Linked DNA regions of Mus musculus: region 2 is linked to region 1. A link is a contact called in public promoter capture Hi-C data. All regions are on one chromosome and are shown on one strand. The core of a region is the stretch at or near the end of the contact, and the rest is flanking DNA. Distances in the headings are between cores, read along the strand shown. Region 1 holds the start of Ppp4r3b (protein phosphatase 4 regulatory subunit 3B). Region 2 holds the start of Mat2b (methionine adenosyltransferase II, beta).

What was found. Promoter capture Hi-C pulls out the DNA fragments that hold promoters and counts their contacts.
Region 2: a contact with region 1 is called in a promoter capture Hi-C map of hematopoietic stem and progenitor cells. The contact joins the promoter of Mat2b here to the promoter of Ppp4r3b in region 1. A contact is called at or near these places in 4 of 39 promoter capture datasets (cranial neural crest, hematopoietic stem and progenitor cells, pre-B cells and 1 more).

The regions. Positions count from the first base shown.
Region 1 is chr11:29,170,072-29,176,189 of GRCm38.p6, forward strand. It overlaps Ppp4r3b (protein phosphatase 4 regulatory subunit 3B), which reads left to right and starts at 2,905. Exons shown (of 16, transcript NM_134034.3): 1 at 2,905-3,376; 2 at 4,602-4,657. The coding sequence starts at 3,235.
Region 2 is chr11:40,688,992-40,695,109 of GRCm38.p6, forward strand. Mat2b (methionine adenosyltransferase II, beta) reads right to left here and starts at 3,691. Exons shown (of 7, transcript NM_134017.2): 1 at 3,487-3,691. The coding sequence starts at 3,549.

The DNA.
Region 1 (6,118 bases), core at 1,655-4,154:
CTTGCCTGGCAGCTTATGTAAAGGACATGGAAGAAGGAAGTTTGCTCTCTTTACTTGTTCCTACTCTTGATCTCACTGGCAAGTCCATTCCTTCACTGGAGCCTACTTCTTCAGATTCTGCCATATACTGAAGACCAACAGAGTCATAGAGACATACAGCCTCATAGACTAAATTACTAGATTCTTGGACCTTCCATTCATAGAGAGCCATTGGACTAGCTAGACCATAGGCTGTAAGCCTTTCTATAAATACACACACACACACACACACACACACACACACACACACACACACACAATCATTCTCAGAGAAGGTCATCAGAGAACTGAAAGTGGTAACAATATACATACATACATACATATTATATACATGAATTCTACCAAACTCATATGGCTTAAGGGAGGGTTTTTTGTTTTTTGTTTTCTGCATTTTTTTTCCTCCTGCAAAAATACCTGTGTCAGGTAGGAGAAAGGGTTCTAATGTGCTTGCCGCCAAGACTGACAACCTGACTTTGACTTCTAGGACTGACTTCTACACTATGTTGTAGCACAGCCCCTCCCTTCACCAAATGAATAAATCTCATTTTTTAAAAGCTTCTATGGCAGTGATGAGATGTTTCAGCAGTTAAAGAATTCTGGTGGAGAACCCATCTGGCTATTCACAACTATAACTCTGGTTCTAGAGCATCCAAAACCTTCTGGTAACCACACACATACAAAAACACACGCAATAAAAATCTTTTTTAAAAATGTGTGGCATTTGTATTGTAATATAACTATATAAAGTATTATAGTAATATAATCCAAAAATGATACAAATTATTCTGCAGGACCTTATAGGTTATAAGCAAAACATATGCCATTTTATATGAAAGACTTCATCATACAGATATTGGGATGGATTTGAGTCCTGGAAACAGTCATTTAAATCATCAAAAGACAACTACAGTATATTTACACACACATTTGCACATGCTAAACTATTTCTAAAACAAAATACAGCATAAAACCTAGTGGAAAGAAAACAATGTTCAAAAATTACTTAACATTTTTAGATGATGATAGCAGCATTAAATCAAATGTACAAATGTATAGGACACACACCAAGGAACTGCCCCCAGTCTAACCTCACACACAGTGAGAATGAGAGGGGATCTAGTGGGGAGTGATATAGTCACTGTTTTCTGGAGAATAGCGGGAAGCGGGAGCTGAAGAGACTTACCTTGCATTGCAGAAGTTCTTTGCCATTTTAATTTTTTCACATATAAAGGTATTACTTGTAAAGATCAAGGACATCAGGGGCTCATTTGGGCTACAACCTTTTGGAGTTGTAGTTTCCTTGTAAAAGACTCTGGGGGAAGGTATGGCTATGGCACAGTGATGCTTCCAGACTACAGCATAAGCTGGATGGACCCTGACCAAAACATTCTACAGAGAATGCTCTGGGCACCTGAAATTTCTGTCCTAAAGGCTGAGTGGGCTTCCAGGATCTATCCAGTGCTCTTGCCAACGTTCTTTTCTCCTTTAGAGTGGGCAATGAAAAGGATGCTTAGACAAATCCTTGGGTGTCCTCTAACATTGGGCTAAAACACTGACTCTGGAAAGCTTTCTATGGCCTTCCCCAAACAAGTCATATTTTCCCTGGTTCAAAGTACATTTTGTCCATATCAGTCACAGATTATCAGGGACTTATGTATAGTGATTCACGTCCTTTTATCATAGGCAGAATCCTGTTACATACCATAGGCTGCAATTTCCATATGCAGTCGTTACAGGCAAATGACAGCAGACCAGGCTAATTTTCTTGGTCCCTCATACATTTAAAGAATCGCAATGATAGTTCAAATTTTGAAATCCTTTTCAATCAAGCGACTATGTACATAAGACACCCTTTTAAACATGAGTTGCCGCCTAACCTCGTCAAATCATAAGCACACTTTGACAAGCATGGTGATGACTACAACTCCCGAAATACACCGCGGGATCAACATGTGCACCTGCCCCGTGTTCACCTTTCAGGTTAGAGCCAAGAGTTGAGGGACCATATAAGAGAACGGAGAGGCGGCAGAACTACGCTGGGAGCGGATGCCTTCGGGCGAGCGTCACGCTCTGAGCGACGTTAACTTCACGCTGGAAACCGTTCTTGCGGCACATGAAGCTGAGAGCTCCCCGAGGATTGTGAGGCTGTACGCCTGTGCTTGCCTCGTCGCTGCCGCCGGTCTCTCTGAACCTTTTAATGGTCCGTGGTACCCGGCTAACGGAAGAACGCTTCGGCGGGAAATAGGAACTGTCAACGCGTTTGTGGAACATTAGATCGCCCACTGCTCATCGTGGCCATGGAACACCTTCCCGGCAGAAGCCTCGCAGATTCTATAACGGATTTTAGTGGGTGAAGGCTCGACCTCCCATCGTCTTCACGAATGACTCGAACACCCTCACCCCGTCTCAGTCCTTTTCGGGCTGTCAGCCTGAGTCCCTACACTTGGCTTCACTCTAGTCCTGTGCACGCATTCGGACTTCTCAGCCTGGCTCTGTTCTGCTGAGAGCAAGTCCAGAGTTGACAACCCGCCACATGACCAACATCAGCCCTACAAATCCCGAAGAACAACTCGGCAACTCCATCGCCAAGGCAACCTTCTACACACGCTTCCTCCCGGCGCAGGTAGAAAAGCTCGCGGGACTTCCCCGCCCAACTGAGATTCCCGAATCAGGAAGCGGGGCCGAAAGAGGAGGAAGTCCCTCCTTGGCCGGCTCACCTCGGCGGCGCACTCCTCGCGAGATCGCCGAGGTCTGACTCTCCGGAAGTGTGTTCGGAGGTAAAGGTACTGTGCGTTGGGCTCGTCGGCCGCCGTAGCCCCTGCTAGGGCAGCCCGTACGAACCTGCTGGAAGAGGAAGAGAAAGGCAGAGAGTCGGGTTACAAGATGGCGGATCTGTAGTAGTAACCGCGGCGGGCGGCGGCAGCGGGAGAGCGAGCGAGCTCCGGGACGCAAAAGGAAGGGAGAGTGGTTGTGCGCCGCGGTGAAGGGAGGGGTAGCGGAGACCACGAGCGGAGGGCTCTCGGTGGCTCTGGTCACCCCTTCTCGCGGCTAAACCTTTAGAGCCATGGTAAACTCGGGCCTCTCCAGAGTCGCTGCCACCACCGCCGCTGCCGCCACTACCGGCTCTCAAGAGTGAGGGATACCGGCGAGGTGAGCGAGGAGGTGGCGGCTGGAACGGTGGGGCCAGAAGCCACCATGTCGGATACACGGAGGCGAGTGAAGGTCTATACCCTTAACGAAGACCGGCAATGGGACGACCGAGGCACCGGGCACGTCTCCTCCACTTACGTAGAGGAGCTCAAGGGGATGTCGCTGCTGGTTCGTGCCGAGTCCGACGGTAAGGGTATTGGAACGGTGGGGTAGGGGATAGTGCATCGGTTGCGGCACAACCTGAGGGTTAAGCGCTGCGCTCCGGTACTGTATTCTGACTAGCACCACTAGGGACAGCGCATTGGTCTTGAGCCTGCCCTTCTTTACGATAAAAACAAACTGCTGGGCCTGGATTTACTCTCTGTCAGACGTGAACTCGCAGTTCTCCGCCTCCATCCCTATTGAGGATTTGACTCCTTCTCCCCCCCCCCCCACCCCCCCATCCCAACCCGGTAGTTGAGGTTTAGAATGTATGAGTGGGAAGTCAGTAGAAGACCAGGTAGGAATATCGCCCATGAGATGACCCCCGACTCCCGAGCCGCTTTAGGTACAGTCCTGTCGGTTGTACCTATGTAGCATAAAAGGTTTAGAGAAACTCTGCCTTAAAAACAAGTTTCAGTTGTTCCAATCGCCAGGTGCTGGGGAAAACTAAAACGGACTTTCTCTTGGAGTTACTACAGACTGTTGCCACGAAACACACAAGCACGTACATATTTATTGATTGATCCCTCCAAGGCTGCCGTTGTAGGGAGTGAAAAAGTGGGTTCCACAATCTCGGCAAGTTAGAAAACTAAAGCGGACTGTGAAGTTGTATTTGTTGATTGCAGAATTCATAGAAACCATTTTAATATTAAAAACTGACAGCCATAATAAAAAAGCTACTACTTATATATACTCAAGAGCTGCCCAACTGGAACAGCTAATGCATTCAAGAAATAAAAGAATAGCAATCTTAGATCATTTTGGGCAAATGTTGTACTAGTGCAGAGTCCCTCATTAGGAGTTAAGAGGCATTTATTTCTACATTATGAAGAGGAGGGTTTGTCAAAGGAAAAGGATAAATATCATTTGTATGGTAAGTCTCTCTGGGGTCCTTGTAATTTGTTTTGTTAGACAGGAAATTCAGTGAAACAGCTTTTGTTAAAGTTTAGTCTTCAAATGGTCAATTAGACCTTAAAGGTTTTAGTTACCTCATAGTCTGAATATTGATTTCACATTTCCTTCCTTCTGAGGACATATGGAGGTAGGATGAAACAGTCTAAGTTAACCATGTAGTCTTTATTTAGAAAATATGAATTAAAATACATTTGTAGCTTCAGATGTTCATCTGGTGAGAAGACATGAAATGCTTACTAGATGTGTGCTACTGAAGGTTTTATAATTTCAGACTTTTTTTTTTTTTACTCTTTCAGGATCGCTACTCTTAGAGTCAAAGATAAATCCAAACACTGCATATCAGAAACAGCAGGCAAGTAGTTGTTTATCTTTAATTTGAAAACTTCATCTGTGATCCAGGATGTATTATTTATGTGACAAAGATGGGAATATTTTCCAGACAAGAAAAAAAGTTTGGTAACTAAAATTAGGAACCATATATATTTTCCTTCAGTTTGAGAGTTTCAGACTGAAAAGCAGTTTTTATATTGGTGATTTAATGTTGGTTTTTAATTGAGCCACTGTTTGTATTGCAATACAATGTATTCTTTGATCTTTAAAGTAAGCCAGGTCTGTTCTATATGCACTAAACCTTTTGTTCTAAGTCACATTTGAAAGAAATGGCTTAAAAGAAAATTCAGAGTGTTCACTTACTACCATTAAGAAATAATTCAAAGAGATGTTTTTAAAGCAAGGAGAGCCTGTTTGTGGTATGAAGTTAAATCCTTTGACCAAGGAGAAGAATTTTTTAAGTAGTATTTAAGTCTGCTTCTAATTGTATGCATATTTTAAAATAATAAATGGGTACTTAATAAATATACACATCGGTAATTATGCAGCATTTTCTGTTAATATTTATTGTCACTTTGGGAAAGGAAATCTGTTTTAGTATTTCTAATTAGTTAACATGACGTCATCTGTGGATGTTTTCATTTTTATTATGAAATACTAACAATATTAAATAGTTTAGAGAATAATATAGTGGACTCCATTATATAATAACACCATCAGATTTAACAATATTAACATAATATATTTTTTCAACCTTTTGTAATGTTTAACATGGATAGAGGTAAAATCTCCTTTGTATCTACCTCATTTTGTCTATTCTCTATTCTCCCTATGGTAACCCTATTATGAAATTGCTCTGTATTCTGTATATATGCTTTTTATACCCTTCTTGCATATGTATATAGTCATAAATGATATGTAGTCTTTGTGTTTTTAAACTTTTTACAATATACTATTGATAACATACTTTACATGTATTCTAAAATTTGTGTTTTCACACTTCTTTGAAGATTTATTTGTGTTAACATAGGGAGTTTTTTAAAATACTGTATTATAATTTTAATATATATAACTGTGAGTCCTTTGATTTTTGTGTGGGTGTAGTGTGATGTGTTTTGTAAATAAAGTCACTATGACAGGCTTTGGAAAGGAAAGACATTTTAGGTTTGTATTTATAGCATCAGGTCTATCTTTTTTTCAAAGTCTATGAGAATTTGGATTCTATAAACACTTCACAGAAGAGATAAAATTACATCTTTTGTAAAGCTTATTAATGGTAAAAATATTAATGTAAATTGTTGATGCATGCAATACATTCTTAGTTCTTCAATATATTTTAGTATTCAACTGGTGAGTTTTTTTTTTTTTTTTCTTGGAAAATTTTTATATGTGTCTATCTTTTTGGTGAAGAATTCAATTAAAACATTTGCCTTAAACTTTTGAGTGTTTCTCTGTATCTCAGATATATTTAAGGACATTTAAA
Region 2 (6,118 bases), core at 2,441-4,940, about 12 Mb after region 1:
AAGAAAATTGGTCGACATTTCATAGGAGTTTATTTGGAATAAAGTCAACTAATATGTCCCTCGGTCAGCACTAAATTTACTTACACAAAATACTTATGACTAACAGATACAGATAGAAAAAAAAACTGAAAAAACATTTGTGTTCACAGTAAAAATTTAAAATTACTGCTTAAAGAATATTTTGATTTTTGTATACTCAAGGCAAAGTTCCAAAAATTGAGTAACACTTTCCTGCCAAATTCTTAAGTAAAGCCAACTTTTCCTTTTTAAAAATAATGTTTTCAGCCAGCAGAGAGTCACACACCTGTAGCCAAAGCATGAGCTCTGGGGCTCAAACTTTCATTAGATTTTATCACAAGGTCCTATTTCTGTTAAAGTCACATAATTCTGAGTTGGAAAAAAAAAGTGTGCACACACACATATATACAGGCAATATCCAAAGACATTTTCGGGTAAATGATTTAGTAAACATACATACTTTAATTAAGGACCCCCAAATCAGCTGTTTCTAGCATTTAACAAAAGCTGAAATCCAAAGGGCAGGGATGGGGGAGGGCAGCATAGAAAAAAAAATCTATTAAGGATTTTAATTCAATGAATTTCAAAACATTTTTAAAAAAACATTAATGAGACTTCATGTGGTGTCCTTTATAACACTTGGCTCTAAGCCAGGCAATTTATGAAAATGAAGACTTGATCCGGCAAAATGTTTTCTTCGAACTTTGGCAAGAAAATAACTCTCCAAAGGCTTAACTCTAAACCAGGTGCAGTGATGACCTCAGTGAACAGGAGGGTGCCAGCAGCCTGAGCATAGCCTGCTCTACGGAGGGGATTCCAGGCCAGTGCGGCCCACTAGGCAAGACCCTGTCTCAAAAACTATACTTGTACACGTACACACACACACACACACACACACACCACACACACAGCTGAAATAAACGGGGTCAAAGCATGCTAAGTCTAGTATAGATTCACAACACTGTACATGTAACAAATACCATGAAGAGGTCTGGGAAAACACCATAAAGGAAAACAGATGGGGCTGGAGAGCGTGGTTTGAGTCCCAACACCTACACGGCAGGTATCAACAATATGTGTGACTCCAGTTCCTTGGGGAGCCAACATCCTCTGTGGACCTCAAAGGGTACTGCATGCATGTGGTGAACAAACATACAGGCCAAACACCCACACACATAACATTTAAAAACCTAAAAAAAAAAAAAAAAAAAAAAAAGTTGCTCTTGCAGAGGACTGGCATTGGGTCCTCAGAGTCCATCCTGGGCAGCTCACACCTCCCTGTAACTCCAGCTCTACTGGAATGGACACCTTCTATTGGCCCTAGTAGGTATCAGACACATGGTACACGGCTATACACTTAGCAATCATGCATAATTGAAAAAAAAAATCATCTGATGCAGGAGGGTCTCAATGAATTCAAGACCAGCCCTGATCTGTCTGGGAAAACAAATACAAAACAACCAGAAAGTTTCACATTCACTTTCAACACTTTCAAGTTTTCACATTCACTCTCTACCTCTCTAACATCCTTGGACACCCTTGGGATTTAAGAAACAAGATATCTAGATTGCTTAATAGGAATGGAATTCAGAGGGGAACAGCTCAACTCCCTGTACGTACACACAGGCAGTGTTCTTAACAGGAATTGGTATCAGGCTGCCTCACTAACATTAACTATGCCAAGTCTCAGCTGGCAACAAGAGTGAATGTCAGTTGCACAGGTTGAGAGAGCAACACCAGCATGCAGATTCCAGCTGTCTGCACCTTCTGCCTGTTATCTGCTTTTATGAAACAGGGTCTCACTATGTAACCTTGGCTTGCCTGATAATCATTCCTGCCTCAGCTTTTAGAGTGATGGGACTGAAGTATAAGCCGCCACGCTCAGCTACTGTACCATTTTTTTTTTTAATGAAAAAGGTTGCTGGGTGTGGTGGCATCATCAATCCCAGCCCACTGGAGGTGGAGCCACGCAGATCTCCGGGGATTTGAGGACAGCCATGAATACACAGTGAGACTGTTTAAAACAAACAAACAAATGCAACAACAGAAAGAAAAAACAAACAAACAAACAAAAAACCACCCTAAAAAGCAATCACATCTCCTCACCACTACAAACTTCCTGAGTACTGAGATTACAGACATGAGTTAGCACACTCAGTTTACCACTCTCTACTTTTCTTTTACTGAACTGGGGAAATGCATTAAGCCTACACGAATACATGCTCATACGCACACACCTTTGGTCACATGCCGTCACCAGTCTGGAACTGCAAATACATTCGAACTTTGGCTAAGGCCCAGCCATTTGGAGATAATATTGAATGTGCATCACGCAAATGTAAAAATTTCCCATTATCAACTGGTTGTGGTGGCTCAGATCTTCAATCCCAGCACTCCTCGAGGCAGAAGCATCTGAGTCCAAGGCCAGCCTGGACAACACATACTGAGTTCTAGTTTGGGTTTCTATTGCTGTGTGAAAACATCAAAGCATTGTTTGGCAGGAGGTACTTAGCTTACCATTTCCACATCACTGTTCGCCCCTGAAGGAAGTTAGGACAAGACCCTGGAGGCAGGAGCTCACACAGGCCTTGTGAAAACTGCTTAATTCCTCAGCCAGCTTTCCTAAACAACTCAGGACTATAACAGCCCAGGGGCTCCGTCCTCCCAAGTCAATCGCCAATTAAGAAAAGGCGCTACAGGTTCACCTAATAATAGCCTAATCTTATGGCGGTATACTCTTAACAAGAATCCCTCATCTCAATAGGGACTCCCTTATCTCTAGTAACTCTAGCAAGCACAGGACCCTCCCCCAAATTAAAAGTTTGCATTAAAAAAAAAAAAAAAACTGGCCACATCCTAGGCGTTTTTATATCAGCAAGACACATTAGTTCATCGACTGTGCTGGATACATTCTGTAGGTCAGTAAGTACTTAACGGGCTTGAAACACGGGACCGTGGACCAGACTTGGAAACATGCTGGGGGAAGTTTACCAGACATGCAATTTCTTTCAGCAGTCTTCCACCACGCAAAATACAGCGGTTCAGAAAACGTAGAAGCTAAAAGCCCAACACTGGAATTCCTGCTCAAACCTTCCTGAATAAACTCGAGGCGGTGCCCGTCTGCCTACCAGGGAGCCTGAGCGTTCACAGCACCGCACAGTCGGAAATCCTGACAGCCTTAAAAGTGCCTCAAGGAACCCGCCCCGTGCAAACTATGAATTCACCAAGTTGACCCCGCCGACACCGCCATTTATGGAAAGTCACTCTCCCCCTGTCCTTAAAGATCCAGGAACACAAAACAAAGATGATGACTACTGAAACGGGAGCCAGCCCGCGGGAGGCGGCGGGAGGCACCGGGAGTCTCCACCTCCGCGCTCCCCGGGCTGCAGCGGGCGTGAGCGCAGCCCTACAGGGAGAGAGGTAAACAAACTCAAAGGCGCCACCCCGGCTCCATGCCCCGAAGCTCACCTCCACCAGCTGGCAGCAGCCGGGGACGAAGTGGATGGAGAGCTCCTTCTCCCGGCCCACCATGCCCGCAGTCTTTGCGCCGCTTCAGTCGCGACCGCAAGCTCCACTAGCGCAGCACTGCCAGGGGCCGCAGCGCCCGCGCCCTTGGCCCTCCTCCCCTAGGCCCAGGCCGACCCCGGCTGCCGCTTCCGGCTTCCGCCGCCCTGGCCGCGCCTGTTGATTGGCCGCCTCTCGCCACGCGTTCAAAAAGGGGCGGAACCTCAAGGGACGCTGTCAGCCCATGTGCCAGTTCTTAAGGAGATAGAGCGTTAGAACGCAGGCACTGGTGCCAAGCGATGGATGCAGGCTTCCTTGGGTTTAAGAGTGTTGGCTTTTTTGTTTGTTTTTTTAAAATCTCTCCTACTTATTCCTTCTTAGTGAAGGGTAAGGAATCGATTCGCCTAGGTTTGCAGACTGCGAAATGCCTAGGAGTCAACCAAGCATGTATTATAGAAAATAGACTAAAACATCTGTAAAGTTAGGAGGCAAGAAGGTAAGGGTTGTCCCGTGAACACAGAGCTAAGGCTGGACTGAGTTGGTTTTAGGCAGTCCGAACCTCAGGCTGGCCTTGGGCTCAGAGAAAGACCTGCAATTTCTGATCCTCTCTAGTTTCCTTGTCCAAAGGCATCAAAGGGTTACAGGAGTGAACAACCAACCTAGGCAAGGTGCGGTTCGTCCTTTAAGGCAAGAAGAAAGAATAAAAATAGGACTGTGCTCAGAGTCATTAACATCCCTGAAAGCTATGTTTTTCTGGAATGCTAAAAAAAAAATGCTGTGAAGTTTGAAAACTGTTTATTTTTAGCTAATTAAAAATAAAAAGGTGTGGGAGAGAATGTTACTTTCTAAAAGGCAGGTTCTTCGTATTTCCCCCCCCGCAGAACCACAGGAGAAACTCAACTGTGCTAACAAGCCCAGTCAACTTTTAAGTAGATTTAACAGGCGTCCTGGCTGCCCTTTGGAGGCTTCACTTAGGGGACGACGACGCCCGGGGCTGCTGGAGCCAAGCCAAGGAGGAGCTGCTAAGACTTAAAATGAGGGAGCCAAGGAAGGGCGGAATGCCAGGCGCTCCTTCCAGCCCTGTGTGGTTGTTCAAAAGTTAATCAGAAACAACAGCTCGCAGGGTCTGACTCAGCTCTCAACTGTAACCTGCAGGTTACAAGCTCCGAAGCACAGCAACAGGCAAGCCAGTGAAATTTACCCTGAAAAAAAGCCCGGGCACACTTTTTCTCCGCCCACTCTCTACCCAACAATCTATTCCCATCCAGACACCCACGATAAGGGATTTCAAAACTCGCCCCAAAACGTGACCACTGCCTGAATTACCCCCAAAGGCCTCATTTTCAGAATCCTTTTGGTTTATTTTTAGACTAAGGATTAAGCTGCCCCTTGGGAAAAGTTTTCCTCAGTCAGGTGATAGTTTTTCTCCCACCCCCCCACCCCACCCCCCCCCACTAAAGAATTTATTCCCTCACTCTTTGGAAGAGCAAACAAAGGCAGCCTAAGGCTCCCTACTTTTCGAATTTTTTTTTTATAATCCGGGTCTTATGGTTATTAAAAGGGCTAGCTATCCCAACACTAAATTATAATAATAATTAGAAGTCCGAGGGAGGGACAAATCCAAGATCCCTCATCCTAATTAAAAGTGAGAATATTTCAAGTTTCTGGTTGATGTGTGTGTAGTTTGCTTCCTAGAGGGGATCATAAAATGTACTCAATAGGAAGACTCAAAATTTTCCACAATTAGTGTGATTCTCAGAGCAACCTTGTGAAGAGAGTGAGAAAATGTTTGCTTGCCTATATATAAGAGTACGGTTTGACACAAGTCAGGCAAAAGTTGGGTATAGCTTATTTAATAAGAAAAGGCTCTGTTTACAGCCAATGTCTGACTTCCGATGGGGGTTGGGGAGTCACGTCTCAAAGAGTGCAAACTGGAACTGAAAGTCCCATTAGCAGATTCAAGCTCCACAAGACAAAAGACAAAAGACAAAAAACCTGGGCATGCACCACGGGTTAAATCTTGCACTACACAGAGCCTTCACTACAGTTGCACTCAATGTGGAGAATGAAATTATCGTTCTGCTTCACGTCTTATTTATTAAACTGGGCTTGATTTCCTGGGTCAGAAACCCTAGATAGTTTATTCTGTGTACCAAGCTTACGTTTCTTAAGGAAATAAATGGTACCGGCTAGCATTTTATTTACACCCTTTCTGCTCGTAGCAGCGGTTTGGAATCGATTTTAGCGCATCGCCGAGCCGCCACCGAGTCTTGAATTGCTAGCTCTTACCTGTTCCATGGCCTCCGGCATTTCAGGCATGATTCCAGAACTATTTTGGGGAAACGCAGCGAGAGGGATCTGGGCGTCTGGCTCCTCTGGCCCGGTCTTTGTTCGCTCCGCCCGCACGGAGCACACGGACGCCAAAAACGTGAGGCGCAGCTCCGCTTGACCTTTTAAATTAGCATTTCCATTCCAACCCTGGAATCTCGTGCAGCTTTCCACAGTGCAGTAAGCTAGCAGCTGATTCCTCCTGCTAGTTTTGAAACTACCCAATGAGAAGTTTCATGCTTAACTGCAAGTCAAGGGAGGACCCATT